Linked DNA regions of Mus musculus: regions 2, 3 and 4 are each linked to region 1. The links are chromatin contacts, called in public Micro-C and promoter capture Hi-C maps. All regions are on one chromosome and are shown on one strand. The core of a region is the stretch at or near the end of the contact, and the rest is flanking DNA. Distances in the headings are between cores, read along the strand shown. Region 1 holds the start of Ankrd28 (ankyrin repeat domain 28). Region 2 holds the start of Nt5dc2 (5'-nucleotidase domain containing 2). Region 3 holds the start of Chat (choline acetyltransferase). Region 4 holds the start of Nisch (nischarin).

Evidence for each region. Promoter capture Hi-C pulls out the DNA fragments that hold promoters and counts their contacts. Hi-C and Micro-C count contacts between places; a contact is called where the count stands out from the background.
Region 2: a promoter capture Hi-C map of pre-B cells shows a contact between it and region 1, with 2.6 times the contacts expected there. The contact joins the promoter of Nt5dc2 here to the promoter of Ankrd28 in region 1. A contact is called at or near these places in 2 of 39 promoter capture datasets (neutrophils and pre-B cells), 3 of 484 Hi-C or Micro-C datasets (CD8 T cells and embryonic stem cells) and 2 of 9 other capture datasets (adipose tissue and liver).
Region 3: a Micro-C map of embryonic stem cells shows a contact between it and region 1, with 2.6 times the contacts expected there. The contact joins the promoter of Chat here to the promoter of Ankrd28 in region 1. A contact is called at or near these places in 2 of 39 promoter capture datasets (the C10 cell line and stem cell-derived epiblast-like cells), 1 of 484 Hi-C or Micro-C datasets (embryonic stem cells) and 1 of 9 other capture datasets (macrophages).
Region 4: a contact with region 1 is called in a promoter capture Hi-C map of pre-B cells, with 2.6 times the contacts expected there. The contact joins the promoter of Nisch here to the promoter of Ankrd28 in region 1. A contact is called at or near these places in 2 of 39 promoter capture datasets (liver and pre-B cells) and 1 of 9 other capture datasets (liver).

What each region holds. Positions count from the first base shown.
Region 1 is chr14:31,827,401-31,834,759 of GRCm38.p6, forward strand. Ankrd28 (ankyrin repeat domain 28) reads right to left here and starts at 3,015. Exons shown (of 28, transcript NM_001024604.2): 1 at 2,927-3,015. The coding sequence starts at 2,953.
Region 2 is chr14:31,128,598-31,135,956 of GRCm38.p6, forward strand. Nt5dc2 (5'-nucleotidase domain containing 2) reads left to right here and starts at 2,492. Exons shown (of 14, transcript NM_001374087.1): 1 at 2,492-2,779; 2 at 6,142-6,326; 3 at 6,433-6,507; 4 at 6,741-6,796; 5 at 6,897-6,990; 6 at 7,089-7,217; 7 at 7,321-7,359. The coding sequence starts at 2,560. It overlaps Smim4 (small integral membrane protein 4), which reads right to left and starts at 333. Exons shown (of 2, transcript NM_001308091.1): 1 at 36-333. The coding sequence starts at 186.
Region 3 is chr14:32,461,918-32,469,276 of GRCm38.p6, forward strand. Chat (choline acetyltransferase) reads right to left here and starts at 3,992. Exons shown (of 16, transcript NM_009891.2): 1 at 3,890-3,992. Slc18a3 (solute carrier family 18 (vesicular monoamine), member 3) reads right to left here and starts at 2,933. Exons shown (of 1, transcript NM_021712.3): 1 at 520-2,933. The coding sequence starts at 2,507. The coding sequence ends at 915.
Region 4 is chr14:31,202,623-31,209,981 of GRCm38.p6, forward strand. Nisch (nischarin) reads right to left here and starts at 4,204. Exons shown (of 21, transcript NM_022656.2): 1 at 3,945-4,204; 2 at 1,820-1,903; 3 at 605-787. The coding sequence starts at 4,040. It overlaps Tnnc1 (troponin C, cardiac/slow skeletal), which reads left to right and starts at 5,690. Exons shown (of 6, transcript NM_009393.3): 1 at 5,690-5,756; 2 at 7,181-7,211. The coding sequence starts at 5,733.

The DNA.
Region 1 (7,359 bases), core at 1,765-4,264:
CATACCTGCACAACAAAGGCTTGGGGCTGAGCAGCTACTAACAAGTCTGACATTAAGGTCCCCCTCTCCACCACTCCCCATCATTTTCTATATACTGAAGTAAGTGTCAGTTGCTACTTAGCTTCTGAAATGGGGAACCTAAACAAAGACCAACAATCTTTCTTAATAGAACATAATGTTTATGATTTAAAATGTAACCATATATGAGTAATTTTCATCACCTAAGGAGATAAAATAGACCGTGATAACCTCAGGAGAGAAAATTCTGCCACTGTTACACAAGCCAAAGTGAAGTAATTCAGGAAAAAAGTTCATGTCTACTGTTATCAACAGAAAACAAGCTTCATTTTACTAACAATTTAAAAAATATTTTCATCCACCCATAGGCAGAAAGTAATACAGTAATTCTTTCTTATTCGCTGAATTACATGCTGCCACAAAGTAAATGCTGTCCTATTCTGATTACAGAATGAATGAGGACAATTTCCTTATTTGCTTACTGATTTTATATTTGTCTTCCCTGTGTATCTTGTGTGTGTGTGTATGTGTGTGTGTTCCTGTGGTTGCATATGTGTATGTGGAGGCCGGAAGTCAATGTCCAGTGTTATTCCTCAGGAGTAAAGCAGGCTAGGCTGGCAAGTTAGGAAGCCCCAGGGATTCTCCTGCCTCTGCCTCCCCGTGCAGAGATCCCAAGCATGTGCCATTGTGCCCCAGGTTTTTACTGAGTTTCAGGAATCAAACTCAGATCCTCATGCTGACAGTAAGCTCTTTACTGATTATGTCATTTCCTCATCTCTGACTTTATATCTTTACCATGTAGAACCATTCTCATACTTAAATGTTGAAGAAAATCCTTACTCATGTCTAGCTTCCTTCTATTCTTTGCAAGGTTAAAAAAATTATACTACTTCCTAACTGGAATGTATATAAAGCTGTTGCGTTAAAAGCGGTATCAACTACCTTCCAGATTTAAAATCCTGTGTACATATACAGGTCTTCTCACCTTTCCTCCAAAAACTACTTTGTCTAGCTAATATGCTTTCCCTAGAAATGGAAAACACTAAACTATTGAATCCCACTTCGTTTCTATCATCACTTCTAATGTCTTGAAACATATCAATAAACTGATTTCTAAAAACAAGTGCAATTCCCTTTAAATTAAGAAAAACTCAGTTGTCTTTCAAAAGAACTAGATGAGCCAATTATTTTGTAATACAGTAAGTCTTCCCCAGCAATGCCATCTCATTAACTTACTCATCACGGATTCTCAAGTTTACAGGTAACATTTTAAAAATCAATATCACCACTGAGTGTTAAAGAATATTACACAAAACTGAATCAGTGTTACGACTGCTTCAAAACTGTAGTTACTAAACACTCAAATGCACAGATGCCAATAGATTTTTATTATTTATTCATTTTTTTTTATAAAGTAAGATCTTCTAACAGTCTACCAAATCCCTAACACACACAATGACCAAATCACAAAATACATTTCCAAAAGTGAAGGATTACAACCAAATATTCAGGTACAAAGAGTTACTAGAGTAATAAAGATTAGCTGAAAATCTAGATCTTGAGTTTCATGGTATTAACTACATATGAATTAGATGATCTGGGCTTGAACTCTGCTTGTTATTAACAGATTTTTTTGTTTTTTCCTGACAACTTTGTGCAATGAAAGGTTTTGCTACCTGTGGCTGGTGAGCACTTTTGAAAAGTGTGCTTTTGACTAGCACAACTGAGAAACTGTGCTTTCTTAATTTTAATCAACTCAAAGATTCTATGTGTAGCTAATGGAACATGTTGAACAGTAAAGTTATTCACAGATTTTGAAATACAAACTTATCAACCAGAGTTTTTCAAAGTATCATGCCCTATTGTTAATATCAGCTAAAATTCTGCTGATACCAAATGATACTAAAAGTCAGCATTCAGCCTAAGTAGAATATTCACTTTTTAAGTGAGAATTGACATTAGCTAGACTCAGAACTTAAGTTTTAATTGGTAGAAAATGACATAAAACATTAAGTTTTTCCCTATCGTTTTTGTTAAGCTTGTGCCCACTTTCTGATTGGTTTCCCTTCAAATCTGTTCAGTATCTCCTATTCAGAAAAACAATGGCAAAAGGGGTACTCAAGCATTAATAGGTTCCCGCGACTCCGTAAAATCCACTCGTTACTTTCCCTTTTCTTTAAAAGAGACAAACACTGGGGAGCGTCTGGTAATTCACCTTCTCGCCTTTTTAAAAGGGTAACAAGCGTTCATTCAGACATAGTTGCGATTTCATTGGTAGATACAGAGTTATTTTTCCCAGCCCACAGTGTACTGCAGTCTTCTGAGCACTTCAGGTGTTCTTTGACAAGCTCTTCCTAAGTCAGGAAAACTAAACCAAGATGGTGCAGAATATGCCAAGAGAAAACCAGCCTGGGAATATGCACCGTAACAACCAGTCCCCAGCAGAATCCATCGGCACCGGTGGGTTTGCTTTCGACCGCCACTACCTCTCCGCAGAGACGGTGCGGTGGACCGTGAACCGCCCCGCGAAGCGAACCCGAGGGCAAGGTCGTGACCCCAGGTCACGGCCGCCGCCTGCCCCGCTCCGACTCCGCACCGCAAAGCCACCTGTTAGGCCCGAGCCTCACCTGGCAGGAAAGAGGAGGCGCCTACCCGGCAGCGCGCCGGACGCGAGGGCGGCGAGCGCAGAACCCGCCCCTGTGGCGGCGGCCGCGATCCCCCGGCGGCACGTGGGTTTCTCGGAGCTGGGGCTGCACTGACAGGCGGACGGCCCGCACGGCTGCCGACCCGGGACACCCTCTTCCCTCGCTGCCACCGCGCCGACAGGGCGCCCGGGCGGCCCACGCCGCTGGTCCACCCTCCTCCGACTCCTCGGTGGCGCGATCCCGCCCCGCCGCCCCTCACCTACCTGGTCGCGGAGTTTGAGGAACGCCATGGCGGTCGCCGCTGTTCGGCCACTACCCGCGCCCGGCGGGTAGGTGGCCGGCTACGTTGAAGAGAGCGCGGGCAGGGGGCGGCGCCGCCTCCCCGGCCGCCCGCCGCCGCCGCCGCCGCGAAGAGCCCCGCCGGTCCCGCCTCCTCCAAGGACTCCCGCCCTCTTTCTTCCGTCCTTTCTCTCGCTCTCTCCCTCTAGCTCTCAGCCACCTCCCACACGCAGCCGCCGCCTTCGCCGCCGCCTCACACCCCCTTCCCGAAATACCCCAGCAGCCCCCGCCGCCGCGCCGCTCCAGCCCGCGGCCGCGGCGGCATCCAAACTCCACTCCACAATATTACCACCACCGCCCGCCGCGATTGGCGGCCGCGCGGGGGAGAGGCCAGAGTAAGCCGAGCGCCCATTGGCCACGCCACCGCGCTCGCTCGCTCCCGGGCTCCGCCTCTCCGCGGAGGGAGGGGCGGGGCACAGGAAGCGGCGGCGCGCGGAGCGGGCGGGCCAGGTGGCGGGGCGTCTGGGCGCGCGCCCCGGGCGCGGTGGGCGGAGCCCGGACTGGAGGTGGGGAGGGACGGAAACTGGGTACCGGGTAACGGCCCGGGATGGCACGTGGAGGTGGCGTGCACAAGCTCAGCTCAGTCAGGTGCGGAGAAGGCAGCCGGAGCCGGTGCGAGCCAGGGAGACCTCCGGGCCGATGCTGCTTTCAACAGAGTAGCGAGGGCAGCGGGGAACCGGACTCGCACGTGGAGCGAGAGTGAGAATGTCTCCGCGGGCTTTGGGGGAGACGTGGTCACCGGGGGACTGCTGGCACGCGAGACTGAAGGGTGTGGTCTTCATAGCCTGAACAGGTTGTGACCGCGGAACATTTCTCTCCAAAGCGCCCCTTTCAATCTTGCATGTGTTTTTTTTCCCCCTTTCTTCTTTATCATCAAAAGGGTTTTTGCCTCCCACTTGAAAGAAATCAATTTTTTCAAAAAGATGTGCAGGATTTTCAATAAATAGCATCCTTGGATGGAGAAGAGGAATGACTCCCTCGCCCTGGCACACACACCCACGCCAACCCACAGCTCAGAAAAGGCTTTTCTTTCTTAGGCAGCCGCACACTGTTACCATTCCAGGCTTGTGTGGGAGAAGATTGTTGTTCTCCTGTGTCTGTCAGCCTGGGCGGCTCCAGCCCCTGATTAATAAAAGGTACAGATGGTTAGAACACAAACGTGAGATATCGGGTTGGTTTAAAAAACAAAACCAAACCTCATCTTTTCCCTGCATTGGTGTGTCTCTTGGGACAGACTTTATTTAGAGAATCGATTTGAGCCTAATGGCAGTCTAGAAAAATGGGGATCAGTGCCAGGACTGTCAGTTTATTATAATGCTATTATTAAAAACAACTCTTTAGCCCCATAAGAACAGAAAATATCAAAGTGCAAGATCAAATGCACTAAGAGCCTTCTGATATCTCTTAACATAACTATGCCATAATTCTGCTGAAACAATTGCTTTTCTAAAATTACATTTTTACCATGGTTGGTATTTGCTACTTTAAAATGGAGGAATTCTCATAACTGATGGAAGAGGCTTAGCCAGAAAAAAAAAAATGATTCTTGCTTTGCATTTTCTTCAGTGCCTAATTTCTTTCTGCATCAACTCTGGCCGATGAAATGAGAATTCTGTCACCCCATGTCTCTTTATCAGTGCACTGAAGGTGAATGAATTAGCAGTATGAAAGACTTTGACTTCTCCAAAACAAAGGTGTTATGACAACATTACTAAAATATTTTGTGATTATAATTGTCCATGTGCTACAGCCAATCGAGTTTTGCCTTCCTCGAGGATGAAAGATTTACTCTCTTCTACATGTATGCCTGTTTAACACTGGATGTTGACTCAGCAATTAATACGACTGAACAAACACACAGCCTCAGCATGCTCTCCTCTGGGTTAAAGTTCTAGGATTTAAAAGCACAACAGGTACTTGATTTGGAACACAGAACAAACTGATTTTGGGTAGCAAGCAAGCGGTTTAGAGGGTATGGGTTGAGATAGTGGACCAAATGTGTATTTCAGTGTATTAGGATTGAGGTGATAAAATTTCCTAATGAAGAGTAATTGATTAAAGTATCTTACAGCATTCCATCTCTGCATTAGAGAGGGTGTGATCTTGCTGCAAAGGTTGTTTCAGTACTAGGTGGGCTCACCTTTCTCCATCTTGAACACTTTAACATCTTGTGTGTCTTACTGTTTATTAAGAAGAAAGGTTAGGCATATTACACAGCCTACTCATATCACACAGTCAATCAAGGTAGTAATATTAAAAACTGGGAGTTCTTTAGGACCACTCAGATTCAAAATTAGTATTTTAACAACTATATTTTCATAGCTGTTGAGATAGTAACAACTATTGATTCTGGAAAAAATAGAAAAAATTAAAAATATTTGTGTTCAAGTTTTATTAACATCAAAATATATTATTATTCCTGCATCTGTTAAAATGTAAAAGAGCTTGGCCAGGTATGGCAGTATATGCCTTTTGTCCTAGCACTTGGGAGTAATAGGCAGGTGGATCTCTGTGAGATTGAGGCCATCCTGATCAACAGCAAGTTCCAGGCTGGCCAGGAGGCTATATAGTGATACCCTCTCATAGATAGATAGATAGATAGATAGATAGATAGATAGATAGATAGATAGATAGATAGATAGAGTAAATCTATATTCCTGAAAAGTACTACCTACTACCCCAACGGGACCAGACTGGCCAGGAAGCTACATAGGGAGACCCTGTTATAAATTAGTAAATAAGATAAATCTATATTCCTGAAAAGTATTACCTACATCATACACATAACCAGTGGGACCAAAAATTAAAATGGTGTCAATAAAGTCTCTTTCTTCTTCCTCTTCCTCCTCTGTGTTTGTTTTTATGAATGTGTGCTGTGTGCAACCTTATAGAGGCCCGACAGGATGTCTTCCTCAATCGCTTTCCATCTTTTTTTTTTTTTCAAACAATGTCTCTCACTGAACATGGAACTCCCTGTTGTGGCTAAACTGTCTGGCCAGCAAGATCTGGAATCCAAACTTGGGTCCTCATGCGGAATCATCTCCCAAGTCTTGCGTGTGTCTCTTTGTCTGTATACCACTGATACTCCCTGGCAGCCCTCTTCACTCATTAAGTACTTCTCCGTCATAGAGTCAGGAGTCCTAAGAAGACTCAAATAAAGACTAACTATGTGGTTAAACCCATGAGCCCATGCCTCAGCCATTCACTACTGCCAAGTCTGAGAATGGGTGACAGTCTCCATCAGAACTTCTGTCCAATATAAATAGCACAGATACCATCACCAGGGAAGTTGCTGTAAGCTAATCACCACACAAGATTTTATTTCCTAATCTACTACATGGTAGACACTAAGTACCTTCTTAGATTCCTTACCTAGTGTAATTTTCATTAACCCTTTCATATTGCTGCCTAAAGGAGCTAGCTGTGCTCAGAGTTACCCACCTAACCATTGGCAAGACCTGATGCATAATGCCCTTAAAAACCAGAAAAGCAACTTTTATGATAGGAAATAGACAACTATGAGGGGTTCTTTTGAGCCAGATAATCCCTACTGCACAAAAATGATTTTTCTGAAGAATCAGAACTACCAATAAGATGCAAATGATGGACTGTCAAAGCAGCAAAGTAAGTTCGGAGCCGCAGGAGACACGACAAGAGCCAAGTATTTATCTAACGGAGTTTAGAACGTGGAGAATGGAGAGATTAACTGGAAGCCAATACACAAAGATAATGCCTGCATTTTTCAGACTAGAAGAACACCATGAATTAAAGGAAAAAATGAAGTCTTCCTTTAATTAGAAATAAACTTAAAAATGAAGCGGATAGGTAATAGATAAAGTCTAGAAAACCACGCAGAATACAAAAATGTTAAACTTCTCACTGAAGAAAGTCAGACTTACCTAAAAGGAATGGCAGTCCACTTGTCAGCAGATATATCAGCAACAATGAAGGTGATGAAAAAAGTCTCTGAAATATTGTGACTCCATAACTGAAAAACTAGTTCATCCATCTGTCTGTCTATCTACTAGTCTTTCTTCCTTTTGTTGTTTGTTTGTTTGTCTGCTTGTTCTGTTATTTTGAGACAAGGTTTCCCTGTGTAGCTAGCTAAAGAGTCCTGGGACTCTAGACCAGGCAGACCTTGAACTCAGAGATCTGCCTGCCTCTGCCTCCTGGGTGCTGGGGTTAAAGGTGTGCCCCACCACTGCCACGATTAGTTAAACTATAGCTCAAGAAAAAGGGTAAATATGTTTTTAAATTCAAACTCACAGATGCTCCTTGAAAGAAATCCTAGGCGCTGATGTAGCTCAATTGGCAGCATGCTTGCCTAGTATGCACAGTCCCTGGATTCCATTCCCAG
Region 2 (7,359 bases), core at 1,242-3,741, 700 kb before region 1:
ACGGGAGAAACGGAGGCTGCTGCACCCTCACTTACAGAAGGTCTCCTGGCCCACGCGCACTTTAATCATGATCCACTCCATCGCACCTCCCAGGACAAAAAAGAAGGGCAGGAATCTGTAGATGCCGAATCGCTGCTTGCCGGGCACTCGCTGAAGAGCTCGCCTCACCTGGGCCCTGGAGAACATGACCGAGGCCTCCCAGTGGGGTAGGGACGGAACCAGGCAGACTGGTGTTCCCGGAGGCAGTACAAATAACCCTGCGGACCCCTGCGTGTCCGCGGAGTCCCGTGGACTGAGCACCAAGACTCGACTGCAGCGCCACAGCCCGGCCGCAAGAGTTAGGTCGCGGAAGTTAGGACAGACCCAAAGCCTGGTCGGCTCCGCCAATCAGAATGTGGCGGGACTCTCAGACTCTCCAATCAGAGTGCTGTTTGAGCGCGCGTGCTCTGTGAGGCTGAGTCGGTCTGAAGAAGCCTGCGCACGCGCCTAGATTCTGGAGACGGAGAACCTTCGGGGGGCGGGGTCTCCAACGTGGCGTGGCGGCCCCGCCCTCGACCTGCTCTCACTGCTGAGGCTCAGAGTTTACTGCCGCGCCCCCTACTCTGCCATCGCCATCTTTTTTTGTAATACCCTGACCGAGGTGTCGACCCTTTGTGAATGAAATCAGCTAAAATGCAGTTTCGTGACACTCCTTCCTTTTATTTCTGGATGTGACTGGTTTGACTTGGATTCTAATACAAACATAACTCGATATGCATTTTCGAAAGCTGAATTTTATCGTCGCAGCAAAAAGTACAACTGTCTATAACAAACATGCTAAAATAATATAAACCTATGATAAGTGGGAAATTACCGTTATTCTGGTAACTTGTAGTGTTTTTAAGCATCACAACCAATAGTTACAGAAGAGGATCAAGGTAAAGAGTGACTTCGCTGTCAAACCACAACCCTATCGGCACCCTTGTAAGATGAGCCTTTCTATGATGCTGTGAGAATTGACAATCTAAAAGAATTAAATGGCCTGGCAGTGGTGGCATATGTCTTTAATCCCAGCACTTGGAAGGCAGAGGCAGGCGTATCTCTTGAGTTCGAGGCCAGCCTGGTCTACAGAGTGAGTTCCAGGACAGCCAGGGCTACACAGAGAAACCCTGTATCAAAAAAAAAAAAAAAAAAAACAGAATTAAATGACAGATTGCAGCGAGGAGGCCTGGTGGGCCCATGCCAAGGTATGCCCCTGAGAAATTATGCTGTGCAACAAATCTGGTATGAAAGGAGTTTATTGGGGAAGGAATAGAGGCAGTGAGGGAACCATGAAGGCAGAGAAAGAGGGGGGGGGGTCATAAACAGCTGACTAAGCGCAGCCTGCCTGGAGGTACCTACTGGAGAAGCCACACACAGTGAACGCCTGGCACTTGGTGCCATTTCTCTTGGATCTGAGGACTGAAACTTGTAAAGTGTCATCCACTTGGAAGGAATCCACATGTGGCCAGGTCTTCACAGCCCACCTAGGTCAATGGACCTACAAGGGTCCACCCATAAGCCCACCCTTCGGCATCCATGACTACCCAGACCAGAATCTGATACACCCGATCCTCAGCATAGGTACAGGCAAACTACAAACGTACACATTACACACAACCTTAAACCCAACAGCCACGTGTGTTCAGTTGGGCAACTCACCACCAACAATGGACATTGGGCCCAGCCTTTCCTAGTGTACACCTGCAAGCTAAGAAAACAGAAGTGGATGGAATGAAAAGAATTTCATTGAGACAGCGCTTGAAAAAAACCATGGCAATTCAACTGGGGGCCTGCACCGTCTGGCCCATCCTTTTACAGCCGCCAAAACCTGGTGGCTGCAGTGATCCTGGCCCACAGCCAGAAGCGTATGCCCAGTAGATAGGCTCCTCATTTAAGTCGATCACCTGGGTTGGGTACCAGGCAATACAAAGAAAATGCTGCCTCAGCAGGCGTCAGCTGCCCATCAGGCCAAGTGGTCTTAGCCAGCTTGGGACTGGTACTGAAAGCAAGTAGAGCTCTTGTTGTCTTAGCGACCTCAGCTCCAGTGGAACGTGCAGTCAGTCAGAAACTGGGGCAGGGGCACGAGGCCCCGGGGCAGGAGAACTGGTCTGGAAAGAATAGGACAGAAGAGCAGGGGAGGGGCAAAAAGACCCTTGGGCAAAGGAAGAGCAGTACACTCGAGCGCTCTTGCTCCTCGGCCGTCCAGGATCTCGCGGAGACCCGGGGCTCTGCGACTTCCCGCTCAAGGGAGGAAAGGTACCGCCATCGCCACCGAGACGACCAAAGGGGGGCGCAGAGCCCCTGAGCCGAGCAGGGGACAAGGAGGCGGGGGTCGGAGCCCGCTCCGCCCCGTCCCGGAGACCTCCCGCCCCCTGGGCCGAGTGGTGCGTCCATTGGCCGGATGGGCTCCGCGCGCCTCCCCCATTGGCCGGCCGCCTTGAGAAGCACGCGGCCACGGTGGCGGGCGGGCAGTCGGAGAGCGGCGGGCAGGCGGGCCAGCGGACGGGCGGAGGGCGGCCGGGGCAGCGCGCAGGGGGCATGGCGGGTGCCGGACTGCGGGCGACAGCTAGGCGCTTGCTGCTGTGCAGAGGCCACAGCGGACCGCGGGCCGCCTCGTCCTCACCCTCCTGCCCTGGCTGCGGCCCGCCGGGTCCCGGAGCCCACTGCCCCAGCACCCCGCGCTCGGCGCCCGCAGACGGCGCGGACCTCAGCGCGCACTTATGGGCTCGTTACCAGGACATGCGGAGGCTGGTGCACGGTGGGTGACGCCGGGTGGGCAGTGAGCCGTAGGTCGTCAGACGAACGGTGCCCAACAGACGGCCAGGGCACCGACCGGGGTGAAGGACGCTTGGTGGGGCTCGCCGGGGTCCCAAAACCTGAGGGCTAAATGGCGTTTTAGAAAAGGCTCCATCGGGTTGTTAGGAGGTGTCTCTGCAGGACACCGCTACTCCTGGGGCGAGTGGGGCTTTTTGTCTTCTGGCGGCAGAAGCTTGGAATGCCTGGAGCGGCCGCTGCGCACGCGGCCCCCATGGTCTTGCTCCTGAGTCCAATCTGCGGGCAGTAGCGGTAGAACCCCTCCCAGTCCCTCGTTCTCCTCTGGCCCTTAGTTGCAGTGTGTGGACAAAGACTGACTGAGCCGTGTTCACAGATGGCACGACGTAAGGTGACACCAGACGGACACTGCAGGCACCTCTTGGCTTGTCTCTGGCGGTCTACTGCACTCTAAACACTCGGAGGAACAGAAAAGTTACTGTAGCCCCCCCCCCCCCCCTGCAATCCCTCGGGAGTTGCTATATCTCAGATAGAACTGCACAAGGCACTTAACCCTCTCCTAATCATTCCCTTGGAATGGGCTGATGAGGCTGGAGATCTGAGCGCCGAACATCTGTCCATTGGTCTGGTGGGGCCCTGCCTCTTCAGCCGATAGATGTGGTCTGGGCTGTGACCCCTATCACTGCCCAGCAGGGTGGCCCTCGGCTTCACACCCTCTGAAGACCCTCAGTGTTCTGTCCCAGAATTTCGTTGATGACTCAGAAAGAACAAGGCCAAGCAGGAGCCTGGGGACCTTCTGCAGGAAGCCCCAGAGGTGAGGTGGCTTGCATTGTCTGATAAGACAGAGGAGCCCTGACAGGGAGGTTCCAGCTGTGACTGGACTAGGGTTTCCACTCCAGCTGTGAGGAGAGCTGGACGCTGGCCAGAGTTCACCTCTTGACGTGCTGCAGTCAGATTACTTGAGACCTCTCAAGAATGGTTGCTCTTAAGGATTGGGAATATTGCAGGGTGACCAGGATTATTTAAGAAGTCAACGTTCTGCCCCTAGTGTAGACCCTCTGAGTGGCCTGAGAAACCTACTTAGGATGTTTGGGGGAGGGGGACACTACTGAGAATATCCTTCAGGACTCTTCCTCATCTTCAGGCCCTTACATGCTCTGTGAGTTCTTGTGTGCAGGGTCACTTCCACTGCCATGCCAGGGTGAGCTAGCTTCATGCCTCTGACCCCTGACGCCTGCCCGCCCGCCCCCCAGGCTAGGTTTTAGGGCCAGGGCTAGTAACCCTTCAGAGAGCAGTGGAGAAGGGCTGTCACCTAAACTGCTTGGCCTCATGGGATGAGAAAGCTAGGCAAAGAAGAGTGATGAAAGCGGGCGGAGTGGCCTGAGTGTGCATCTCATTGGGTGCCGGGTACTGGGTGGTTTAACTGGGTGCCTTTACCAAGCTTAGTTCTCTGGGCACCGGAGGTGGCAGTGTGACTTCTTCATGGAATTGGAGGAGGGAAGGAGATGAGTTTTAAGATTCACAAGTGGTAACTACCAGGGCTGTAGAACCTGAAGAAAGGAGGTCAGGGGCTTGACAGTAAAATCATAAACACCGCAGACCACCTCTGGTCATGGCTTACCCACACACCCAAAGCTCTGATTTCCTTGGTCCAGAAACGGGGAAAGTAAGCAGGGAAAGTGGGCTTCTTGCCCATCCTACTTGTTCCCAGGAGCGTTTATATGACTCTGAGAAGACCCTTAAAAGCAGAGCCAAGACGTAGTCAGAACGCTGCAAGCTTGGACCCACAAAGGCCATGTCTCTGCTTCCTGACCCAGGGGTTCTGTGGACACAGGCAACTCGTAAACAAAGTTGTCATCCAGGAGTGGAGGGAGGGTTGTGGAACTATCCAGCTGTGTGGGCAGCTGCGGCCCAGGGTCCTGTGACAGCGAGGAAAGGGTGTCCCTGAGGCTGCTCTGTAGAGAAAGCACACACATCCCTGTGAAGATCCACACTTGGCAATCTTCAGAAGTGCTGCTCTGTACTGGCTGGCTGAGGCCGCCCGAGGAACCAGCCACACCTGTTCCCACACCTACACCCTGTACTTGACACTAATGGAAATGGGGGTGGAGCCCTGTGTTCCAGAGGGGCCTCTGAGGCAACAGCCCAGCACGTAGAGGAGGTGTCTGCACAGTGCAGCAGCCGCTAGACATGATGTGGAGCCAGAGAATCTTGCTTTGTGATCAGGATCAGTGTGGCTGATAGCTTCCCTGGAGACTTGGACATCAAGTCTCTGAGACCGAGCCTCTTCCTCCCTCTTCTCTTTCTTCTGCTCTAAAAGTAACCTAGGGAGTCCCAGGCAGGGCTTTTGGCTCAGAGGCACGTCTGATCCTGCATATTGCATAGGTTCGGAGCAGAAATACTACACGAACTAGGTTGGTTCTGACTTTGTTCCCTTAGCCTAGGGCTAAGTTAAACGTTCTTGAATTCACAGACATGCAAGGGAGGACCTGATCCTGCCTGACTCACTTCCCCATCACATCGTGTCCTCCTTCTCCGTCCACTTTACCCACTCTCCAGATGGGGAAGACAAGGCAGACGAGCCTAGGGCCCCAGAACCTTCTTGGCATAGTACAGGGCTTAGCTTCCCTCTGTGAATCTTGTTGAAGCTTTTATGATGATCACCAGAAGAGAGCTGGCTTGTGTCCCCAAAACCCGACATCTTCCGTCCCGACTGTGGTAATTAGCAATGTTCCCTGGCTGAAAACCGGGAATGTCATTATGTGGTCTGGCAAGCAGTTGAAATCCGATTAGAGGGGCCTTACTCTCCCGGCCTATGGCAGGTGTGCCAAGTTGGCAGCCCCACGGGTTCTCTGCCCCTGTAATGTTCTCAGGCCTCATCCCCAGCCCTGGGTAAAGTGGAAAAGCAGCATTCATGGCCTCCGCCTCCAGTCGGATCAGAAAAGAACAAGCACCCTATGGGAGGAGTCCTCAGTCCCTGCACTCCACTTGGACGGGGTTTGAGCGTGGGGTATGACTCTTCTGAGGACTGCTGCCAGGGTTCCCACATACCCATGTCTGGTAGGACTTAGTAACCAGCCTGGGAGAAACCCAGGTCCAGAATCCGTGGTGCACTGCAGGTGATTAACAGAAAAGGGAGGCCTGTGACTCTGACCCAATCCCCAGAGGAAGCAGGCTAGCCCATTGCCAATTCTGCCTTACCTTGGCCCATTCCTTCTCTGGTGTCTACTGCAATGGCCAAGATGTCTCGTGGGGCGCATGGGGGCGGGTAGCCACAAGCACTCGGGCCGTTTGCCGTAACTGAGACAATGGTGATGGTCCTGCCTTCTTGGTTCTCCTTCCCTGTAGACCTTCTGCCCCCTGAGGTCTGCAGCCTCCTAAACCCAGCAGCTATTTATGCCAACAATGAGATCAGCCTGAGTGACGTCGAAGTCTATGGCTTTGACTACGACTACACGCTGGCCCAGTATGCGGATGCACTGCACCCTGAGATCTTCAATGCTGCCCGGGACATCTTGATAGAGCACTACAAGGTGAGACCAACAGGACCGAGTGTGACCTATGCCCCAGACTGAGTCCTGGGGTTCCCCTGGTATCCTGGGCTGGGGGCTAGCACTGCTACTGGCTTTTTGCCAACAGTATCCTGAGGGGATCCGGAAGTATGACTATGACCCCAGCTTTGCCATCCGTGGCCTGCACTACGACATTCAGAAGGTGAGTGGCTAGGCACTGACTGACCCCCTCCTGACTAGATGTGAACAGGGCCAGCTTCTTCAACCTCCATCTCTCCTCATCAGACCACCCCCACTTCAGTTGTAGCTTCCCGCCCCCCCCCCCCCAGTAGCATCTGGTGGAGTTTTTGTTGCTGAGGGTTGGGAGGTCCCAGGAGAAGCTGGTTCAGGGCCAGCAACAGACACCTCCCTCACCACTGGCCCTGCCCCCTCCAGAGCCTTCTGATGAAAATTGACGCTTTTCACTATGTACAACTGGGAACGGCCTACAGGTTCGTGCTGGGTCCGCCCTCATCCTGCCCTTGTCCCTATGCTATACCACTGCCTGGGCTCAGGCTGAGGGCATCTGTCCCCGACTCACCCCCAACTCAGGGGCCTCAAGCCTGTGCCGGACGATGAAGTGATCGACCTGTACGGCGGCACCCAGCACATCCCACTCTACCAGATGAGCGGCTTCTATGGCAAGGTATCCCACACCACCTTGCCCTTGCCCGAAGCACCCAGACCAGAGATTTTGATCCCGCGGTCCTTGGCATGGTGGCTGAGAGTGAACTCCCTCCCCAGGGCCCATCTATCAAGCAGTTCATGGACATCTTCTCGCTCCCAGAGATGGCTCTGCTGTCCTGTGTGGTGGACTACTTTCTGGGCCACGGCCTGGAGTTTGACCAAGTACATCTCTACAAGGATGTGACGGTGAGAGGACGTGGGGACTGTCCCTTAGATGAAACGAAATCTGTTTGCAACATGGTAGGCCTCCCTCTCTAGCATATCCTCACTGTCCCCTCGTGCCCTCCAGGATGCTATCCGCGATGTGCATGTAAAGGGCCTCATGTAC
Region 3 (7,359 bases), core at 2,742-5,241, 640 kb after region 1:
CTAGGGATTAGCATCAGTTCCTACATCAATCTTCCTTCCGTTTTCCATTCCAACTTTCATGACTGAGAAAAGGCAGATCCATGGGTAACTGTTTTCTCATTCCTCAGATGATAGAGCCTGGATCCTTAATGAACACTGTCACCAGGCCGAGACCCTATAAAATGGGGACTACCTCCTCTTCTCTGCAGAAACCAGCTCCCTTGTGCTCCTCTCTTGACAAGATGAGGCGAGGTCCCACTGTGTGGGAAAGCCCTTGGTGCCAGCTGTCCTCCGAGGCCAGGCAGATCCTCAGGTTCCCTCGGGTGGAACCTCCAGGTGCTACACTGGGCTTGGAAAGGAGAGACTATCGTGTGTGTGTGTGTGTGGGGGGGGGGGGGGATTGGGGTTGTTTCCTTTTCCCAGGCAGTAAAGGATCTTCAGAGCTTCCACCCCTCCTCAGGTCTGCATTGAACATGTGAACCCCAGTGTGCTTAGGTTTTGTGTCACACTGCCCACCCCTCATCAGTAAAGAGACTTGGCCTCCTCAGACAGATATGGTTTATTAATTCAGGCCGGAGGCACCAGGGTGTAGTAGACCAAGTTTGGCACTGGAAAGATCCGCAGGAAGGACAAACAGATGCATGACTGTACTTGGGGGCTCTCAGTAGGTGGTTGGTGATCACCGGTACACCTCTGCCAAGAGCCCAATGCCTCCCTGATCCATTCCCTCAATGAATACGAGTGTGTTTGGAGAGGGGGTTAGACTGGGAGGGGTCACGGAGAAGGGATTCCAGCAAAGGAATTCAGGGCGGGGGACGGGCTAGGGTACTCATTAGAGGAGGTGGGCCCCAAGCCAAAGTTGGCCAGCGCTCTTGAAGAATGACCATCTTGACCTAAATGGGGAGGGTAGGTGGCCTGGAGGAGAAGCGGGTCTGCTAGCTGCGGGAGTAGTAGTTGTAGTCGTCCTCACAGCCATCAAAAGGGCCAGGCGGGCTACAAGGTTCACCGCCGTCCTTGCCCTGCACCTCACGCAGGCGCATCGCGTCGTACAGACCCTGCGGCGGTTCATCAAGCAGCACATCGCGCTCGGAACGCGAGCGTGTAAGGAGGCCCACATTACGCAAGAGCAATAGGACCGGTGCGTAGAGCAGGTTGGCCAGGCCCATGCCAAGGCTGAGCTGCTCAAAGCCAAGTGAGTGAACGATATGGCCTGCTACTATGGGCCCGAGAGCGTAGGCCACAGAATAGGAGATGTCAGCTATGGCATAGACACTGCCATAGACTGATACGTGGCGCACGTCCACCAGAAAGGCGAGCGTGGGTAGGAGCGCCGTGTCCACCAACGCGATGCCGAAGCAGAGGCCGCAGAGCGAGACCACTAAGGGCGCGAAGGATCGGCAGGCAGGTACGACGCAAGAGCTCACTCCGATTACCGCTAGCCCGAGAGCGCCATACAGCCACTGCAGGTGTGGATAGCGCGCCGCTAGACGCACGGTGAGATAGACGCCTAACACGTGTGGCACGAAAGCCGGCAGCCAAACCATGCCCATCTCCCACTCGGATGCCGCCATTGTGTGCTTCATCCACGTGGCTATGGTGGGCTCGAGAAACGCAAGGGGAATGTTACAAGTTGTGAGCGCTCCGGCTACAACAGCGATGTAAGGGTCTAGCATGAGGCGATGGATAGGTGTGCCCACGGGCAGGTTGGCCCGCGCCCGAGCCGCAGCTGAGAAAGGCTTAGCCACCGCCAGGAGTAGGAGTGCGTCGAAGAGCGACACGGCGGCGAGCACTAGAAAGGGTACACGCTTGCCCGCGAACTCGTAGAGGATGCCCCCAAACGGTGGCGCCACTAGGCTTCCAAAGCTGATGAAGGCTAGCGCCACGCCCAGAGCACGACTGCGCTCAGGCTCCTCGGGATACTTGTCGGCGATCATGGCAATGCCAGACGTGTCCGCGAAGGCTGAGCCCAGGCCTTGTAGACTGCGCGCAGCGAAGAGCGTGGCATAGTCTTCTGCAAAGGCAAACATGACTGTGGAGGCGAACATGACGCCCAGGCCAATAAGCAGCGGCACGTCGTAGCTCATGCGATCAATGAAAGGCCCGCTTAAGGGGTTCACCAGAAGCTGCAGGATGGCCTTGGAGGCAAATAGCACGCCTATCTTCACATCTTCACTTTCTGTGGGGTAGCGAGGCCGCAGGATTGACCGAGCCGACCCGGCAGCCGTCGGGGACGCCGAGGTGTTGGCCAAGTAGGCGCTGGCATTAGCCAGAGTGGGCGGCGGCAGGGTGGGTTCCCACACCTCAGAGATCAGGGTAGGGCTCTCGCTGCCCCCGCGCATGTGAGCGATATAGTCGGGAACAATGGGCACGATGACCATGTACAACATGTTGTCCAGTAACAGTGCAACGCACACGATGACCAGCACCAGGCGCCGCTGCCTCTGGGGCTCTTGTAGCGCGGCTCCCACTGCTTCCGACAGCTTGGTGGCCGCCGCCCGGGCCTGACCGGTTGGCGCGGTGGGTTCCATGCCCCTACCCGCTGCTCTTCCTAAGATGCCTCCACCGGAGTCGGGTGTCGGCGTCCCGCAGTGCAGAGGCTAGGGTACGGTACTTCGGGGGCGCGGTCCTAGCCGCGTAGCGCCCCCTGTGCTTCAGGTGGCTGTGGGGTTCATATCCCCGAGCTCAGGAGAAAAAAAAAAAAAAATCAAGGATTGTCCCGCGCGGCGCCGCTGCTCTTAGATGCTCCAGGGACCAGTTGCCGCTGTTTCGGATGCAACCGCGGAGGCCGGCAAGCCGAGGGGCTGAGGCGGGAGACTGGACGCGCGGTGCCCAGAGAGAGCAGGAGCAGCCCCTGCCGCGCAGAGAGGCCGTGTGCACCCGCCCAGGGGCATGCTGCCGCCGCCCGCCGTCTCTCCAGCCCTCCCCGCGCGTCCGCTCTTGCCTCTTCCTCCACCGCCGCCTCTCTTTTTTTTTTTTTTTCTCCCTCCACTTGGGGCTATGACGCGGTGAGTCTCGGCCCCCGAGTGGTGCCCGGGCCACTGGCGTCGCTCATGCTAATAGGACGTCGTCGGGGCGGGGGCCGGGGGCCGGGGGCGGGGCGCGTCCGGGCAGGGGTCCGCTTCCGAGATGTTTCCAGGTTGGGAGCAAGGGGAAGGGGATCTTGGCGAGCTGTAGTCCTAGACAAGCCCCTGGGGATGGGTGAGCAGTGGAAGGAACCGGCCCTATGTTTCCCCCAGTTCTGGGACCTATAGGGGTGAGGTTCCCCCAATTGGGAGGAGGGGTGCGGCAGCCGGTTCCCCGCAGCCTGGTGGGAGACGGGAGAGCCGGGGGCTCTAGACCTCCTCCTCAGCCTGGACTTCGGCGCACAGCGGGCACGGAGCCCCCGAGGTGAGCCGCGCTGCCTCCATCTGTTCTCGCAGCTGGAACACGCAGCCGGGACCCAGAGGCACAGCGCAAGCAACCCCCTTCCTCAATCCCGCCCCCAGCCCGTCTCATCCCCTCCTCCGGGAAGGGAGGGGGAAGGTACAGAGCCTTCAGGGTCTGGTTCCGACCCACCTGCCCTTAGGCAGAAAGTCTTAGCAGCTAATTCCAGTCTTTAAGGGTTTGAGTATTGAGAGGAGGAGTCGTTCTTTGCACCCAGGGTCCTGGAAGTCAAAACTAACACTTTTTGACCTCCCCCTACCTGGCCTCTCCTTTTCGGCTTTCCGGGCGCGGGTCTCTCCCCCCCCCCCCCCCAGCTCCGCCTATTTTCCCTTCCTTTCTACTCTCCCACTCCTCTTTCTAACTCCTCCCTGGCCCTCTTCTCTCCAGACCTTACCCTCCCTCTGCTCTTGAGAGCCTCCGCCCACTTTTCTGCATTTCCTCACCCCACCCCCACCCCGGCCGCCTCCAAGTCTTGAGTGGGGCTCACAAGTGGCGTGGAAGCTTCTGGGTCTCACGCAGCAGGGCCTCTGCAGCTTTGCTGTCAGTAGAGGCTTAGGAAGGCTCACCTTCCTTCCGGGAGGGCTGCACACGCTGAGCGTCCTGATTTGCAGGCGACAGGCTGAACAGATCAGCCTATGCGTTGGGCCCAGTGTGTCCTCAGAAGAGTTTTGACCCTAGATGGCACGTGAGGCCCGAGTTCCAGTCCACAGACTGGAAGGAGAGAGGATGCCAGTCAGCTGAGATTGGAGGTGGTGGTGACGTTGAGATTGGACTTTCCCTGTCTTGCGGAATCACAGGAGCCTTCAGATCCCAAGCTAGCCTCGGATTTAGCTTCTTCCACTGGGCTTCCCACCCGGGAAGGAGACATCGTGATCTGGGCTCCAGAGGCAGACAAATAGGATGGCTTCCAGAGCTACCACTTACTAGATAACAGTGCCAAGGGAGACGTTGTTTCTCCTTCTGCCCCCACTGTCCCTTTATTTATCTGTAAAATGGAGTACCTACAGCTTAGGGTGTGGTACACGCATGATGAGAAGCATCAGTATTTGCCATTGTTGCTGTGACATGCTCTGCCCTGTGTTCATGTCACAGTGGAGGGTCTTGTGAAGAGCAGACAGACACCAGGGCCATCCTGACTCTCTGGCTTATCCCTCGAGTGGGAAGGCATTGTGAGCCTGGTCTCTGTCCGAGCTGGTAGAAGATACAGAAAGAGCTGGAAAGTTGGCTTCTCTTCTTATGCCAGCTGCAAGATGATGTGACAGAGACCAGAGTCAGGGAGAGAAGGCAGCACTCAAGTGGTCTAGCCCAACCTCTCAACCCCGTACACAGGTACTCCTGAAAGGAGGAGACTCACCTAAGTAGAGAGCTGCCCAGTCACATGCCCTGTGATGGCCCAGCTGCCCTTAAAATGAGGGAAGAAGCCTAAATATGAGGACAGCTGTGGCTCTGGATAATGTTGGGCAAGTCACAGTTGCCCTACCTCTGGCCCACTTGGCCTCTGTTCATCAAGAGGTTACCAAAATTCACACTGCTGAAAGTGCAGCAAAACGACTTTAAATATTATCCCACTGCCTTTGTTCATAGCACATACTCCAGAGACTCGCTTTCCCTCAGCTTGCTCCATGTACTCTGTCACCTGCTTGGCTCTCCAGACACTCTAGTTTAAGAATACTCTGGGTTCCTCTGACTTTTCTACAAAAGCTACACTGATGGTTTTTAAAGAGGTATTCCACACCCTACATGGTAACGATTATTTATTCATATATTGTCGCGCCGTCTGAGTAAAATCAGGAGGCAGGATGACACGGGAGGCAGCAGTTTTCTCTCTAGTGGTTAACAGACAGTAGAATCTTCCAAAAAATAAACTTCCCAGTCCTAGCAAGCTGCAGACCTCGTCTCTTGGCTCTCCAGCCCACATAATAATCCTTAGCTGTTCCTGAGAATGAAGCCAGTTCATTTTGGGACTCACACCCAACTCTCGCCTCCTCCATTCCTCTATGACAAGATGCGGACTCACTTGTTCTGTGCCAGGGCCATGGGTATACTCTTACTTCATCCTTCCTCAATCCTGGTACAGCAAAGATGCTATCTGCCCCCATCACACCCCCCACAGGGAAGTTGTTCTTATGCCCTGGCACATCTGGTTCCAGGCTGTTAAGACCTGCTTCATGGTCTTCATGCCACCTCCCTTTTCTTTGTGTTTCATTATGCCTCTATCACTCCATCTGCAGTGTGGCACACCTTGGCAGGGTAAGGGCAAGAGGCATAAAAACTGGAGTGAGGAAGGCAATGGGCTGGATTCTTCCAGGTCTTTAGCTCCCAAATAAGAAGGCAGAGCTTTTACATCTGAAGGATACAGGGGTCACAGTCAGGGGAAGACAGACCCCCTTCAGCAAAAGGCTCCCTCTCCCAGATGTGCCAGGCCAGAAGGACAACTTCCCTTCCAGGCCTAGTGGCTCGCTGGAACTGTCCGTGGTGCTGGACGGTTTGCTGCTGGAAGCCTTCCAGGGGCCGGCCAGTCCTTGCCGTGTTTTTGTGCCTGTGGCTTTTCCCTCATACTGGTGCTTGGCAAACTCCTTTCCAGAGACTTCTGTATTTGAGCATAACTCATATGCAAGAGGAAATTTCCTATCCAGTCTTGGAGGAAAAATAGAAGCATGTTTTTCTCCTTTTCATTCAGAATGTAGAAATTGTTACTACAGGATACATATAAGATGATTGAGTAAAGGAGGTGTTTCTTTATTAGATCTATTAAAAAAAAGCTAGAAATGTGTCAGGCAGTGTGATAAGCATGTAGTAACTCATTTAATCACATTATCAGCATTCATATTACCCTTCTATAGTTGGGGACACCGTAGTGAAGTAATTCATCCTGGTCAGATCTGGCTTCCATGTTCATCTCCTGGCCACAGGGCCAGCCAGCACACAACAAGGAACTCACCACATGGTCTCAGGGCTCAATGCTGGGTACTCAGTGAGCTTCATTATCACCTAACAGCTTCAGAGTGGGTGGTGGGTTTTGGATGACAACCTTTCTTCTCATTTTATTCAGTGGCCACACCGTGGCCTTAGTCTGATAAACCAAAAACCTGCTCCATTATGAATCAGTGCTGTGGGGAGTGGGTAGAGAGTGTGAAGTTCTGGGGTGGGGGAGTCTGGAGAGAGGGTGGGAGCAGCCATTCTGCAGCAGTGCCTTCTTGGGGTCATGGGTCTGTAGGTGCTGCTGTGGAGGGAGAGATCAGCCTATTCTGGCTTCATTTCTGAGCTGCAAACTGCCTGGGTGTCTGGAGAAGCAGGTTGGCGTGGTGGTTAGCAGTGCGTGGGCGGGGTTGCCCGCTCTTGATTTATGATTTCTTTGTCTCTGTGGAAGCACTTAAGTGCAGGCTTTAGTTCCAATGACACTCAGGAGCCTCTGGATTCCAGCACTGGGGATGGGGGTGGGGTAGAACGTTCTCAGGCCTCACCAACCCCTCCCCTGTGTGCTGCCTTTGGGAGAGTCCCAAGGCTTCAGCATTACTTAATTAATTAGGCCTCTACTGCTACATAGGCTCAGATTCAAAAGAACAGAGTGGCCCACGTCAGCCATTCCCGGAAAAGTCTGATGGCTGGAAGCCAGAGGACTATGTGTCTGCCTTGCTGCCCTTGGCCAGCCCATCCTGAATGCCCAGACTCGGACAATGGAGTAGGTACAGAAGGGTAAAGACAGTGTCTTCTGTACCAGTAAGTGGGCCCTGATCTGCTCTCTACAGCTTCCAGAGAAAGGGCCTGGCCAATGAGCGGCCTTTTGAGTAGCAGATACCTCACATGCATTCTGATAGAAAGCCTGGCCCCAGATCACTGTGACTTTAGCCCTCAGGTTTCTTTTGCACTTCAATTCAATGACTTCTTGAGGTTCATTTCCCTCTCCAAGATTTGCCACAGACCAGTGGTTCTCAACCTGTGGGTCACACCTCCTTT
Region 4 (7,359 bases), core at 2,954-5,453, 620 kb before region 1:
ATGCACGCACCCTACGCATAAATAACATAATCTTAAAAGTAGAAAAGAATGAACAGCTCCATTGTTGGTACTGAGTCTGAGCCCACATGGCAACCCTAAGTGTATGCCAGGCATTACACAGTTCTCCTCCATGCTCACCCAATTGAGGGAAATCTACCTTAAAAACCATGGCCTATGGCTGGAGAGGTGGCTCAGCGATTAAGAGCACTGACTGCTCTGCCGGAGGTCCCGAGTTCAATTCCAACCACATGGTGGCTCACAACCATCTGTAATGGGATCTGATGCCCTCTTCTGGTGTGTCTGAAGACCGCTACAATGTACTCATATACATAAAATAAATAAATCTAACAAAACAAACAAAAACAAAAAACCAAACCATGGGCTATTTCTGCAAAGTAAAATGTCATGAAGTAGAAGAAAATACATGGCCAGTCCAATTTAATATAAACCCACCAACACAAATGTGACTGTGTACCATCTGCCTCTAACCCTCTGTCAGGTAACCTCAGGGCCAGGGTCCAGTCTGTGTCTCCTCAAAGCCAAGGCCTACAGCTTTGGTGGCTGTGGGTTCATAGGCAAAGCAGAGAGCCCCAAAGGAACTTACATAGAGGTGAAAATGCAGGAAGTGGGCCAGAACTCTGGGAGCCACATCAGGGAAGGTTGTGAGGAGCGTCTGGAGGTACACCTCCAGGTCTCTCTCCCTCTTCTCTACCAAGCTTCTCGAGTTCTTCCCAATTATCTTTTTGGGTGGAAGTAGAGATTTGTCAATTTTTCTCTCTGCCACAAGCTGTAAGAGAACACAAGCACATCAAACACAGACCAAGAAGCCCTGCGTCTGTGTCAGATCCAGGCAGGCAGTCGTCAGTCGTATCTTCTGCAACCACTGCTGGGAGCAGGGCCGGGATTAGTGCTCCAACTAATGCATCTGGAATCCGGCCTCGGATCCAAGTAGTACTGGAAATACTAATACAATTCCAAGTGAGAAATTGCCATCTTTAGTCTTTGGGGATATTCAGAAAAGTAGTGCTTACGGTCCCTAAAGTTTGGAAATAAAAGGAGTTTGTATCTTTAAGACATGCTCACTACAAATGCCCCACAGAAAGCAGCTCTTTCTAAAAGCAAAGGGAAAATACAATTTCAATCTGTTATTAGAGAATAAAAATATATTTTGTGGGACAAGTTCAAACCTGTACCCTCTTCAGGAGACTGTCTTATATTGGAGGTGCATGGCAATTTTAAAATTTAAAATTAAAATTTACATATTCTATCCTTAGACTGTCTCACACTAGGTTGCATTCCTAGCACCAACCAGTTCTTTGTGCTGCATCAAGGAACTGGTTTACTACAGCAAGTCACAGAGCTCATGAGAGGGCTCACCGGGTAAAGGAGCTGCCAAGTCTAATGACCTAAGTTCAATCCCTGGGGCCTCTATGGTGGAAAGAGAACCCTGCTCTCACAAACTGACCTCTACACATGAGCTGTGGCACGTGTGCATCTTCCTCTCACTAGAACACACACAGACACACACAGACACACACACACACTTGTTTTTTTGTTTTGTTTTATAAGACAGGTTCTGTGTAGCCCTGGAACTCGCTCTGTAGATGAGGCAGGCCTTAAACTCACATGCCTTTGCCTCCCAAGTGCTGCTAGAATTAAAGGTATGTGTGGTATAACCCTGGCCATGAATAAATGTTTTTAAAACTTACAAGCAATAGATGTGGAGGCAGTTTTGCCCTAAAATTAACATGTGGCACAATGGAGACTTGGCCCACAAGCCCCACCCCTTGAGATACAGGTGCCAAGGTCTTCAGATTACCTTTTCATGTAGGTCATGAAAATCACTGTAACGGTGTTTGATCGTCCACTCATGGTTGCCATCGGTAACCTGGATGACATAAACCTAAAGGGAAAAATGATTTTTTGTGACAAGAGAACCCCAACTCACAATAGCTGCAAGGTACTCAGTCCCCACTCCCCAAAAAGCCAGAGTCAGGCATCCTTGCACACCCACTGTGCACCCAGCTTTCCTCAGCCTCCTTGACAGCCCTGTAAGGTCTGGAGAAGAGCTCTGGCTCCCATTATCAGGAAGGAATGGTATGGGTGACTAGCTCCACACACCTCCTTAGATTTTTTTTTTTTACCTCCTGTCTCTGTATAACTCAAAACCCAACTTGTGCTATAGGCAAGGCTGCCCCTTCCAAGGGAGGCAGAGCAGAGCCCAGTGAGGCAGCACCAGTGTCTCTGCTATACATCTTTCCAGGAGCCCTAACTCCATCCTAGAAGCAAGGCCTTCAGTCAACCTCTTCCACTAGCTGTGGTTTTGACTTTGGCAGCTGAACCAGGAGGCAAGGCATCACCAGGCTTCCAGGGGCAGCGGTGGCTCAATCAGCCTCAACAGAAGGCGATATAGCTCTGGTGGTTAATCGTCCACCAAAACCTGGGTTCAAAATCTGGCTATCCCATTTCCTGGGTGTGGCTTATGTGCCACTTATGTAAGTGACTGGGAACCTAAGCTCTCTCTGGGCCTCAATTCCTCCATTTTAAAACCTGGTGGGCCAAGTAAAGCAATTAAGTGTAAAGGCCTAACACGGAACAGAAGATAGATATGTTAGTCACATTCCGTGCATCACACCCAGTGACAAATGAGGATGGTCAGTTTGGATCATCACCTTGCTCCTGACACTAAGGGGAAGGACAAAGAGCCTCTACTGACTGCAGCTAGTCCTAGGTGAGTGACCTCATTCCTTAACTAGATCAAGCCCCACGGTCCTAGCTTCCCTTCCTCGGCCTGGAGCACGGAGAGGTTAGTGGGAACAGTGAACGAGGCTGATTCCTGACCCCAGGAGCAGCCATTTCTCCAGAGCCAGCCTGTTGCTCTAAAAGGAGCCGCTAGCGGCTTCTCTTCCTTGCAGCGGGGAGAAAGAACTAGATAGAGGAATCGCCCTCAGGATCCGGTATTAGGGTGGGAGCCAGTGGGGTGGGGCAAAGGCAGGCCCGAGGCCCTTACCTCTGTCCACCCTCCAGGGAACAAAGGACAAGGAGACGGGAGGTGCTCAGTGGGCCCCCACCACAGTGCAAGTTTTCACCTGGCAGGCTGCCCACGAGGCTCTCGGGCCTAGCATCCAACCCTATGCAGGCCCAAAGGGCGTCTAACGCCATCACAGAAACTACCCTCCTTTTTTGTTGGCTTTCCCTTGTAGCCTACAAGGATACATTAGAAGCTCGTGTCCCTCTCCCCTAAGCCGTGACGTCCCCTAAGGTTTGCAGGCCCTGTACTTCGGCCTCGAGGTAACTTCTGTGTTCTGCACGGCTGGGATCCATTCCTTTCTCCCCAGACCCCGAGGGCTCATTTTTCCATCCACCACCCCCCCCCACACACACACACACGCACGCACGCACGCACACACACACACTTCGCAGGGCTGATCTGGACTGCGACTAGTGTTTGGTTGGTGGGGGTGGAGATCGGGATCTGCTGTCTCTCCTTCACCACCTGATGATCTCTAGCCCTGGCCCTTGGTCCCATCGACCAGAGACCACCCCTTCCGCGTCCCCTTCCTCCCAGACTTCCCATGAAGGTCTCTTAGGCTGGCATTCTTCCTTGCCTGGAGGATCCAGAGGGCCTCCATCTCACCATCCCCTCCTCCCCCACCCTCTGATTGCTCCAACACAAGTCTCCTTTTCTGGTCGCGCACCCTTTCCCCAGCCCCCCTTCCCGCGCCCCGCCTAGATCCTCCTCCAGAACCTATGCGACCCGGCCCTTCCTCCGAATCCCCCATTTTTTTCGGGCTCCCTCGTCGCTACCTCGCAGAACCTTCCACGCACTCATCGAATGTGCTACCCAGGCCCCCCCCACCCCCCACTTCTCAAAGCCCCTGGGTCGAGAACTCCGGGTTCCAGGCGCTAAGCCCGCTCTGGACGCTCGCGGCCCCCCAGCACACCGTGTACGTGTCCACGAGCTCAGAACCCACGACGCGCGCCTCCTTGGCAGGCTCGGCCTCCCGCTCAGGGCCGAAGCTGAGTGTCGCAGCCGCCATGTTGCCGGCTCCACCGCTGCCGACGCCCGGCGCAGAGTGGCAGCAGCAGGGGGCGGGGTCAGCGTCCCACCGCCCCCCAGCCCCCGCTGCCCCCCGCCCGCGCCCGCGACGCCATCTTGGCCCCTCGGCCTGCTTGCGTCCTCGCCCCGCCCCTTGCCCGTAATTGACAGCACAACCAGTGGCACGCATGCGCAGCTCCTGCGGGCTTGCCCAATTTGCTTTCTGTATACCTGTGCGGCGTTCTGTCCCCTCGGGCAGTTGTGGTCATTGTCCGCTGGGCTCACAGCAGGGAAGGGCAGAGGCCATGGGCCTTCGGAACTCTCCGAAGTCACTCTGCTTCGCTTGGCCTCAGTTTCCAGAGGGGACATTAATAGGGTCTCGCCTGGCTGTTGGGTTCATTCCCTGTGTAGCAAGAGCAAAATGAATAAGACTAGACTTAGAGATGGAACAAGGACCAGAGGGACTCTCCGACACTTGGGGGGTTTGTTGTTAAAAGTACTGGTGGAGAATTGATTGTGGTGATTCTGCAGTGCTCAGTACCCCACGGGCTTTCCCCTGGCAGTGTGCTAGGCGGCACACTGGTGTGTTCAGGGAGAGCTTATATGCAGCAGACGTGCAGGTGGATGGAAGAGATATGCGCTGTCCATCTGGTTTCCCAGATGACATCCTGCAAGAGCTCAAGGTGAGGAGGAGACAGACTAGGCCTTGGACACAAGAGCGTGGCTGAAGAAACATCCATAGGGAACAACCATAGGGAAGACTTAGCTGGAGAAGAGATGACCCAACCGGAGGAGGAAAAGAGAGAATCCTGATAGACATAGGGTTCTTTAGGGACACTTGTTGACTCACAGAATGCAGCTGACTCAAACCCGAAGTGAACACTGATTGTTGTCCTTGAAAGATGGAAGGTTGCGGCGTGGTAGATCCCGCTGAAGGGCTTCAGGCCAGCCTATTCTTTGTGGGCCAGTGACTTCTTCCATTACCAGTGTCATATTATACTCTGAACCTTGCATAGGAAGTGTTTCTTGGCAGGACTTACACTGCCAGCCTCTGTTGGCATGCTACCATCTCTCAGGGGGTGTAATATAAGGTAGGGATTCTCCGGTCAGCTTGACCTCAGGCAAGTCACTGTGATTCCATAGAAGACCGAACTGTTTACTTCACATTTCCTGTGTGCTCATATTTTCATTCATTCAGGAAACTTTTTCCTGAGGTTGTTGAGGATGTGTGTGTGTGTGTGTGTGTGTGTGTGTGTGTGTATTGCATTTAGGTGCTTGCTCCCAAACCTGAAAACTTGAGTTCAGTCCTGGGTTCCTGGGAACCTAGGTAGCAGAGAGAGATAGATGACTCCTGCAAGTTGTCCTTTGACTTCCACATGCACTCATAAATAAAAGCAATACATTCTTTTTTTTTTCTTGAGACTTCCCTGGGGGTGGGGTGGGGTCTGGGGAACAGATGGCAAGAGACCTGGTCCTTGCAGTCCTTCATAGCTCCTGGCCCTAGGCAGATGATACAGGGACTTTGGCCAGCCTGAGATTACAGGGACCAGGGAGGGGGTGGAGGATATTCCAGGCAGTGGTGGGCTGGGCTGGGAATGTAGCAGGAGGTGGAGGGAGGCAGGGCTATATAAGCCCAAGCAGAGGGCTGGCTGGCTGGCAACCCCAGTAGCCTGTCCTGTGAGCTGTCGCCAGAATGGATGACATCTACAAAGCTGCGGTGAGAGATGAATCTTTAAGGGGTTAGGGTGGGTAGGTCCATTGGGGTTCCCTTAGCTAAGGATGGAGGACAGGGGTACACTAGGGAAGTGATGGGGGACTCAAAAGGGTCCCCACACACCTGTAACCCAGCCCCTTGAGCTGACATTTGGGGGATGCAGAAAGGGTAGCAATTCAGGGGTTTGTCAATGTGGCTAGGGGTATGGTCTCAGCTTTCAGCATCCTGTGTCTCCCTCTGTTTCTAACCTGTCACTGTCTTGAGTGTATTTGTGTTTTTATTCTTTAGACATCTGTTGGTCTTTCACAAGGTCTTTCCATCTCTGTTCCTTCCTCACGATGTCTCTGAGTCTTTGTCTCTCTGTGTGTCTCCAGGTCTGCGCCCCGCACCCCCTCCCAAGCTTCCATTTCTCACAATCTGCTTCTTACATACTCAGATCTGCCTCTCTCCTCTAGCCCCTGAGCTGGATGAGGAGGCTCTAGAAGGTGGGAGGGAATTGTGAGAGGGCTGGAGAACTTGAGTCCTGGGATGGGAAAGATGCTTTGAAGGTACAGGCCTGAGGAGAGGGAGGGAAGAAGGAATGGCTTGTTGGAACCTCAGTCCCTGGCAGGCTCAGGGGTTAGGTAGGAGTTGAGAGTGATAAGAGTCAGGGTTAGAGAACAGTGACCCTAAGACTGTTCGATTTCCTGGGGACGCTGAGGGACTTTTGATATACCTGCTTCAGAGACAAGAAAATCCTAGCAAACAGCTGTTCTCAGGAAATTCTCTCCCAACCCCCGGAATATGGCCCCACTTGTGAGCAGGGAAGGGCTGCAGCTGGTTCCTATGGTATCCTTGGCTATCTTGTAGGAGTCTGTGGAGCTGGAGTAGGGGGGTGGCCCTCCACCCAGTGCCCATACAAGGCCTGGCGGGGCTGGGGACTAATTTTGGCTCCTGAGGCAGCACCAGTAGGCCAGGGGGGCAGATAACACTACCCCACCCCCTGCATACCAAAGTCCCCAGAACAATCACCAGGTTTAACTTTGTCCCCCTTTAAAAATAGCTCAGTGGCCACCCTGGTCAGGTTACAGTGGGTGGCTTTGCTCGCCCCCACATTCGTTTTATTGTCTCAACCTGAGGGACAGCTGTCTCTCAGGCCATGCAGCTTAAGTTTCATTAGGATGACATAAAGGACATGCAATGGTCAATGACTATTGTCACTCAGGACACCTTGGTCCTGGGAGGGGTGCCTGCCTGTCACCTTGGCCCTAGCCCAGCCTCTGAGAAACCATCTGGGTCACCTTAGGGCAGGGAAGGAGGACTTTGTAACCTGGGAATATATTCTCCTTCTGTTATCATTCTTCCCACCTGTAGAATGGGGTCAGTCTCTAAGTCTGCTAAGGCCTGAGCTTGGGTCCTGAGGTCCTGAGTTCCCCTCTTCTCTCTAGGTAGAACAGTTGACAGAGGAGCAGAAGAATGGTAAGTGTCTCCCATTGAGGGGACAGCAGGGCTGGGGGGGCGTAGAGGGGGGACGCCTTTCCAGGAATGAACCCCAGATTAGAGGCTATAATCTGAGGGTTCTCCTTGCTGTGACCTCAAAGAACTCTCGAAGGGAGGTGGACAATTT